Linked DNA regions of Mus musculus: region 1 is linked to region 2. The links are chromatin contacts, called in public HiChIP or PLAC-seq maps. All regions are on one chromosome and are shown on one strand. The core of a region is the stretch at or near the end of the contact, and the rest is flanking DNA. Distances in the headings are between cores, read along the strand shown.

What was found. HiChIP or PLAC-seq counts read pairs in DNA pulled down with a chosen protein or histone mark.
Region 1: a contact with region 2 is called in an H3K27ac HiChIP or PLAC-seq map of embryonic stem cells, with 10 read pairs. The contact joins the enhancer-like site here to the promoter of Nr5a2 in region 2. A contact is called at or near these places in 2 of 39 promoter capture datasets (frontonasal cranial neural crest and hippocampal neurons), 10 of 115 datasets of contacts at active chromatin or transcription factors (craniofacial prominence, embryonic forebrain, embryonic hindbrain and 5 more) and 2 of 9 other capture datasets (liver and pancreatic islet).

The regions. Positions count from the first base shown.
Region 1 is chr1:136,595,848-136,599,787 of GRCm38.p6, forward strand. No RefSeq gene overlaps it. Among named protein-coding and RNA genes, the nearest start is that of Zfp281, 27 kb to the right of the region's middle. Within about 2 kb of position 2,609, at least 8 of the 459 cell types and tissues checked have an H3K27ac peak or open chromatin away from gene starts, as enhancers often do. A contact at or near this core is called in embryonic stem cells, where this site is marked.
Region 2 is chr1:136,957,786-136,961,914 of GRCm38.p6, forward strand. It overlaps Nr5a2 (nuclear receptor subfamily 5, group A, member 2), which reads right to left and starts at 2,663. Exons shown (of 9, transcript NM_030676.3): 1 at 2,442-2,663. The coding sequence starts at 2,505.

The sequences.
Region 1 (3,940 bases), core at 1,359-3,858, 360 kb before region 2:
AAAGAGTTCTACATCTTGTTCCAAACACAAACTGGAGAGGACTGGCTTCCAGACTGCTAGGACAAGGATATTAAAGCCCATACCCACAGTGACACACCTACTACAACAAGGCCACACCTCTTAATGGTGACAACATATACAGACCATGCCAGTAACAAGACATTCAAAATAATGTTAAAGGAAAAAAAAATCAAATCGATTTTAAGAAGGTTGGGTTTAGCAAGAGACTTGAACGCTGTAGAGACACAGCACAGGGGAAACAGTGAGAACTGTATGTAAGACACAAGCCAGGTTTCACTTGCTTTTTATACTGGAGTCTCAGGAATGAAGAACACTTAAGGCTCACAGAATGAAGAAAGGGCACTATGAGGAAGAGAGGGGCCTATGAAAATGCACAGGGCAAGCAAGCCACAGCATGCTCTCTCTGGACGCTGCTCTGAGATTCATGGCTACCACCTCCGTGAGTCAACTAACAGGATTCCTGCTCTCGTTTAACCGACATATTCAGTGAGGGTGCCATGACAACACTAGCGCTTCGTGCGAGCATTTTGCTGTTCTGAGCGTTTCCCATAACCAAGTGAGGAAGTCTCCCAAGCTTTTACTTGGTCAATTATATTTATTCATTCAGTATTATTTATTGAATATCTTCTTTGTACCAGGTACCATGGATACAGCCAGCATCCACTAATGGAGCTTAGCTCTGGTAGAGACAGATATTAAACAACGAAATACAAAATCAGTATTTAATTAAACAAGAGGGGTGAGAGCTTAAAAGAGCACGTATCATAGGTGGCCCAGAGGGAAGGCTGGCTTATGGCTTTTTGTTTGCTTGTTTTGTTGTTGTTTTGATGGGTATGTTGTTTAGATTGGGTCATGTATCTCAGGCTGACTTCAAACTTACTCTGTGATAACTTTGGACTTCTGATCTTCCTTATCTCCATATCCCAAGTGCTAAATTTACAAATGTGTGCCACAATTCCATGGTGCTGGGAATCAAAGCTAGGACTTTGTGTGCATTACATACGATGGTCCAGCAGATCCAAGATCTTCCTCAGGAAGTGTAACCATGTTGAAAGGAAGGGGCCTCCACTGGGTGGACCCTGTGATGGTTTGAATATGCTTAGCCCAGGGAGTGGCACTAGTAGGAGGTGTGGCCTCGTTGGAGTGGGTGTGGCCTTGTTGGAGTCAGTGTGTCACTGAGGGCCCTCATCCTAGCTGCCTGGAAGCCAGTCTTTTCCTGTCTTAGGAACAAGATGTAGAACTCTCAGCTTCTCCTATACCAGGCCTGCCTGGATGCTGTCATGCTCCCACCTTGATAATGGCCTGAACCTCTGAGCCTGTAAGCCAGCCCCAATTAAATGTTGTCCTTTATAAAAATTTGCCTTGGGGGCTGGTGGGATGGCCCAGAGGGTAAGAGGATTGACTATTCTTCCAAAGGTCCTGAGTTCAAATACCAGCAACCACATGGTGGCTCACAACCATCCCTAATGAGATCTGACGCCCTCTTCTAGTGAGTCTGAAGACAGCTACAGTGTACGTATGTATAATAATAAATAAATTAAAAAAAAAAACCAAACAAACAAACTTGCCTTGGTCATGGTGTCTGTTTATAGCCGTAAACCCTAAGACAGAGCCTATGGAATTACTCTTGTTTTGTTTTGTTTTGTTTGGGTTTTTTCCTTTTCTTTTTGTTTGTTTTGCTTTGTTATTTGTCCCTGAGACAGGGTTTCTCTGTGTAGTTCTGGCTGTCCTGGAACTCGTTTTGTTGTAGAACAGGCTGGCCTTGAACTCACAGAGATCCTCCTGCCACTTCCTCCTGAGTGCTAGGATTAAAGGAATGAGCCAGCACTGCCCAGCTTCTATTTTCTTAGAGTTTGTTTTTTGGACAGGGTATCAGGTTGACCTTGAACTTGCTAAGTAGCCAAGGATGGCCTTGAGCTTCTGAGCCTTCTGTCTTGGTCTTGGAGTTTTGGGGCTCAACCCCTGACCTTCATACACTGTAGGCGAATACTCTACCAATTGACCTATATCCCTAGTTCTTTCATAGACTTTACTTAATATGGCTGGATCACAAAATCATATAAATCAAAAGAATAAAAGGTAGCATTAAAACTATATATATATATTCTAATATATATTTTATTATAATATATATATTATATACATATGAAAACAAACAACCCAATCAAAAAATAGGCTAAGGAGAATTTCTCAATAGAAGAAATACAGAGGAGGGCTGGAGAATATCTCAATGGTTCAAAGCACTGGCTTGCTCTTCCAGATGACCTGGGTTCCATTCCTGGCACCCGCATGGTGTCTCACATTCGTGCATTAATATCTGCACACCACATGCCTGGTGCATGCAGAGGGCAGACCAGGGCATTAGGTCCCTAGGACTGGAGTTCCAGCTAGCTGTGAGGCACCACATGGGTGCTGGGAACCAGTCCTGGTCGTCCAGAAGAGCAGCTAGTGCTCCTAACTGCTGAGCCATCTTGAGAGGAAAGCACTGAAAGCCTGTGTAGGAAGGGTCCTGCTAAGAGAGTGAGGGGCTTATTCCTAGAGAGTGGTAACAAAAGGAGCTGCAAGGACTGGGGTGTGGCTCAGTTGTAGAGAGCTCTTCTAGCAGGGGGAAGGCCTGAGCTTCGGGAGAGTAGGATTTGGCCTTTAACATCAGGAGGGCTCGGAATAAACTTGGCTTCCCAGTGAGATAGATAAAGGTATGCGCCTCCTTCACTAGTGATGAGTGGGTCTAGCTTATGCCTCAATCTCTTATACTACAAACGGACAACAGAAGTGCAGATCTTTGTTGAGGGAATGCTTGCCACCAGGGTTCTAACTAGTACTAGCTAGTTCTAACTAGTACCGTTTGCCTTTACCCTTTCCCTGGTTTTCTGTTTTCTTTTTTTCTCCTGTGTATTTGTATTTGATGTTTACCTCTCCGGTGGACACTGAGATTGGTCCCTTTCCACTCTCTTGCTTGAACAGAGCTGAAGAGGAGCCAGTCTCTTCGCTGTAAAGACCCCACGCTACCAACAATTATGGTTGACAAAATCTGTCCGCTGAGGCGACTTCAGCGTAAGAGTGTGAGTGTGTCCTAGTTACAATTTCTTTCCCATAGTAGAGATTTACAACAGCAGCAGGTATGACTTCCCATTTCCGTTGCTGCCCGACTCCCTCCTGTTGTGTCTTAATCAAAGATGCTCCTGCCATTGACCAGTTCCCACTGTGGTTATTCAGGGTGCTTTATCTTCAACTGGGTGCTAAACCATCCTCAGACGCCTTTCATTATATCCTTATATTCTGCCACCAACGTTATTCCTTAAGTATCTTTAGATTTAGTTTAATAGATCATTTGCTTTTGAGAAAACAAAGTACTAATTATGGTGCTTTTCTTTTTAGTATAGAGAATCCAATACTCAGATTTTCATGGGCACATTTGGGTTACAATTTTTTTAAAAAAGAATTATTTGTTTTATGTATATGAGTACACTGTATGTAGCTGTCTTCAGACACACCAGAAGAGGGCATCAGATTCCATTACAGATGGTTGTGAGCCACCATGTGGTTGCTGGGAATTGAACCCAGGACCTTTGGAAGGGCAGACAGTTCTCTTAACCACTGAGCCATCTCTCCAGCCCCCTGTGTTACAATTTTTTCAGGTGGGCTTAAGAGATAGCACTAGGCTACAATTTGGTAATTTATTTTGTATCTCAATAAACTGAGGTCACCAGGCATTCTTGTGGGACATGTGTACCTTAAGGTGATGGAGATTTATTGGTGATGAGAGCCAAAAGACTGGAGACGGGTGCTGGGCAGGAACCAGGATGGAAGGATGTGTCAGTTGATGAAGTTCTTGATGTTAGTGTTCAAAAAAACTTTTTAAATATTTATTTATTTATTTATTTATTTATTTATTTATTATATGTAAGTACACTGTAGC
Region 2 (4,129 bases), core at 1,413-3,912:
AACAACAACAACAAAAAGGTCAACTCTCCTTCAGGAAAGGGCTCAGTCTCTTCAAGCCCTAGTCTGAAGGTGCCTGCCTCCCTGCCCTGGCTTTCACACAGCTCAGTCCTGCCAAGGTTCCGGAGTGATCCTAGGTAAACAGATGGGAATCTGGGTGCCTGTAGCCTCTTTCCAGTCACCGAGATGTGGGAACTACTCTCCAAATTATCTAGAGGGATATTAAACCAGGAGAAATAAATACGCCTAAATACTACATAGACACCCCCGCCCCCCGCCCCCGCCGCGATCCTATCTCTTCCTCACTCCCACCCTCTCTTCCTTCCTTTTTTCTCTCCACTCTCTTCTTACCCCTTTGGGAGAACTGAACAGTCATTTTGAGATCTAGCGATCTGAGGGGCTTAGGTAAGCCTTGGGTTTGAGTGTAAGCTGGTCCAGGGCAGATGAGGCTCCTTCAGTATGGTTCTGGGGAAGTATGGGCCCAGCAGCCCTTGGAGGCCAGTCAGTTCTAGCTCCATCCCGCCTCAGTTCCAGCAGAGCCTTTGAGAGACTACTGCAGTACAGTGGGTGAAAACAGCTCAGCTTGCTGTCTGGCCATCTTTTAATTCACCCCGGTGGGCTAGGGACCAGCTAGGGCACCACGTGTGTGGTCCCAGATTCCTGGTAGCCCTGTGCTGGTGCAAGCCCGGAGCACGCTTCTCGGGTGCACTCGCCTGTCTGGCCCGCATCTCCCCCCCACCCCCCCCCACCCCCCCCACCCCCCGCTACGTTCCCACACGAAGTGAAGCGCTCAGCGTTCAGTGGATGCAAAGCTCACAAAGCCCTGGTTTCCCTGCCCTTTGAAGAGTCTCTCTCTCTCTCTCTCTCTCTCTCTCTCTCTCTCTCTCTCTCTCTCTCTCTCTCTCTCTCTCCTCTCTCTGCACTCACTTCCCCGTGTTTTCTTTTTAGTTAAGTACAGAACGTTTTCTTTTTTTGGTGAACATTTCCTCAATTGATACTTCAGGGCGTAGCTGGACCATAAAAAAAGCAATCAGTGCCTTAGGTGGAGTCAGCAGGCTGCCCCCAGGGAAAGGGGCAAAGCCGGGGGCCCTGATTATCCCGTTTTAACTGAGACTGGGCTGGCAATCACTGATGGCGCAAGCATCCCTGGAGAAGGGTCGACCCTGGCTCCTATCCAGAGGAAGCAAAGGGGACACGCTCTCCAGCAGGGTCACAACCTACTGGAAATTGCTTCCCTTTGTCTTTAACTTTTAGGATGAACCGAATGTTACTGTATTTACTAAATTTATGGTAAAACTCCCACATTTATGGCTCTATATTGGTATAAATGTATGTGTGGGGATGTTTATCCTTTAAAATAATGAGTCAGGAATGGTAGCTCACACCTACAGTTCTGGTATTATGGAGAGAGACAAGGAGAAAGACGACAGAGCAGGTTCCTGGCCAGCCTAGGTTATATAATGAGACCCCTTGTCTCTCAGGAAAACCAAAACCAAACTCAATCCTCACTCATCCCCAAACAACAACAAGGAACCCCAAGATGCTTCACACGGTGGCCAGGTGTGTAGCCCAGAGATTGAGTGCTTGCCTAGAAAGTGCCCAAACTCTAGGTTCCACTTGTGGGGAGGGTATGTGGTTCTTTCTGTCTTTAAAAGCAAGTCACAGTAAGTCCCCCCACCCCCAAGAATCCTTTAATAATAGGCTGACTTTGTTTTTCTTGAATGACTTTCATTTGCCAACAAACAAACAAGCAAACAAACAAAAATCTCTATAGGATCACGGTGAATGAGACATCTCATGGTCCAGTTGAGATGTCACATTGCTGGTAAGTTCCCTGTTAGTTTTATTTGATCAGTGGTTGATCAATCTTATTTGCTTGTTTCAAAATGTTCAAAACTTTACTTGGCATGGTTGATTCAAAATGATCAAAAATTGTTAAGGCTGAAATAGATGATTAACAACTGGACTTTCTGCTGGGCAGTAACAGCACACACCTTTAATCCCAGCATGGTAGACAGAGGCAGAGGCAGAGGCAGGGGCAGGGGCAGGGGCAGGGGCAGGGGCAGGGGCAGGGGCAGGGGCAGGGGCAGGGGCAGGGGCAGGGGCAGGGGCAAGTGGATCTCTGAGTCTGAGGCTAGCCTGGTTTACAGAGTGAAGTTCCAGGACAGCCAGGGCTACACAGAAACCCTGTCTCAAAACCCTAAGCTTTTTGCTAAGTGGATCTAATACAATGGCATCCCCAAACACCGGATACAATAAATGATATTCATGTGTTGAATTACTCATTTGCTTCTTTCAACTTCAAGAAAAATAAATGTGTGATATATGTGTGGGCTTATTGTATGCTTTTAATAATTACTGCAGGCAAAGTAGTACATTAAAACACAAATCCACCATTAGTAGCACAAAACAGCCAGATGTTAAGAGAGTGGCTTCCTACTTACCAATAGCTGTAAGTCCATGCTTAAGAAATTCTTGAAAATCTCCAGTATCCAAACTAGCAGACATTCTTAGCGAAATTATTGGCAGTCCTTTGGCTTACAGCAGAAATCATTGAATGTGAGAAAGATTGCAGCTTGTCATATTTTGTGACTTTGGGAAGGAAACCTCAGACTACAGTAACCCTCATTTCCTTAGTGAAAGTTAAGAAAAAGGGGGAAAAAACAGAATTCAGAAAGGCTCCAGTCCGTGTTCTCCTGGACTCTGCACTTTTTCCAGCATGTATGACCTGCTGTAAACCATGTCTCCAGTTTCATGATGGTTTCTAATCAGAAGAAAGGAAGCTTTCAATAGGCTTCAACTGGTCACATGACCCTGTGCCGGTTGATAAGAGGACCCTGTTATAAAGTGACAGCAAAAGAGATAAGAACTCTTGGCAGATAATGGCAAAGAAATGATTAACTCAGAAAAGGAGGGGTTCTTCTGCAGCCCAGAGTGTGGAAAGTTGTAAAGCCAAGGGGTCAGGAGATCATACTTAGTGGATAAAAACTCCAAACCACCTCAAGTCCACTAACTAAACTGCAGCTTGTGACATGGCCCTTTGATGTCACTGCTTCTGGCATGGGGAAGGACAGACTCTGCTCTTCTGACCTCTGCAAATACATTTTAGATGATAACATTGGCGGACATTAATTCTTTAAATGATGACTGTAGATATGATTGACACTTTGAAACCCTACAGGAGCACTTGCAAGCTCGTGGGTATTTACTTACCATTTGACCAGTTGCCTTAAAAAAAACAACCCTGTATGTTTGTTAGAAGAGGCATTAGCTTGCTTGTATATTGGTCATTGGGCTAAAGCGGTCATTTCTTTACCTCCATAAAGTAAAATACCTTGAGATAAAATTTGAGCAAAATGATACATGTATAATGCATTTTTCATATATGATTCTGTATATATAAGTGTGTATGTATTTGTGGGGGCCCCCACCTGTGTGTAGGGGGGGTAGATTGTACACTATGTGATTATGCATAAGGAGTCCAGAATACAACCTTGGGTGTTGTTTCTTTTTCTGGTTGTTTTTGGTTTTGTTTGTGTTTGTTTGTTTTCCTTGAAACAAGGGTTTCTCTATATAGCCCTGGCAATCCTGGAACTCACTCTGTAGAGCTAGGCTTGAACTCAAAGATCCCCCTGCCTCTGCCTCCAGAGTGCTGAGATTAAAGGGATTTTAAAAGATCATAGGATGTCAATTCTTGTCAGTTATTTCTTTGTTGTTATTTCTCTGAGCAATCAAACAACAGTCTGACATGCCAGAAATCTCCCTATATATAGGCTAAAGGACACAGAACTCTGCAAAACAGCTTTTTTCTTAAAAATTATTTAGGTCTCTGAAGCATCACTCTTCATATAATACATCTTCTAGAAGCTAAAATGGAGTAACTCAGGTATAGTTGAATAATGGAGTGTACAAGTTTAGCATACATAAATCCCCAGGCTCAACTAGGTATGGTGACAAACTTTGTAACTCAACACTCACAGACTGAGGCAGGAGGATGGTGCACTGAAGGCAACCCTGGGCTGTGTAGCAATAATTTCCCCCACAAAAGCAAAGGGAGGAACTGGAGAGGTGGCACAGTGGTTGAGAGCTGGCTGCTCTTGCTGAGGCCCTGGTTTGGTCCCCAGCACCGTCA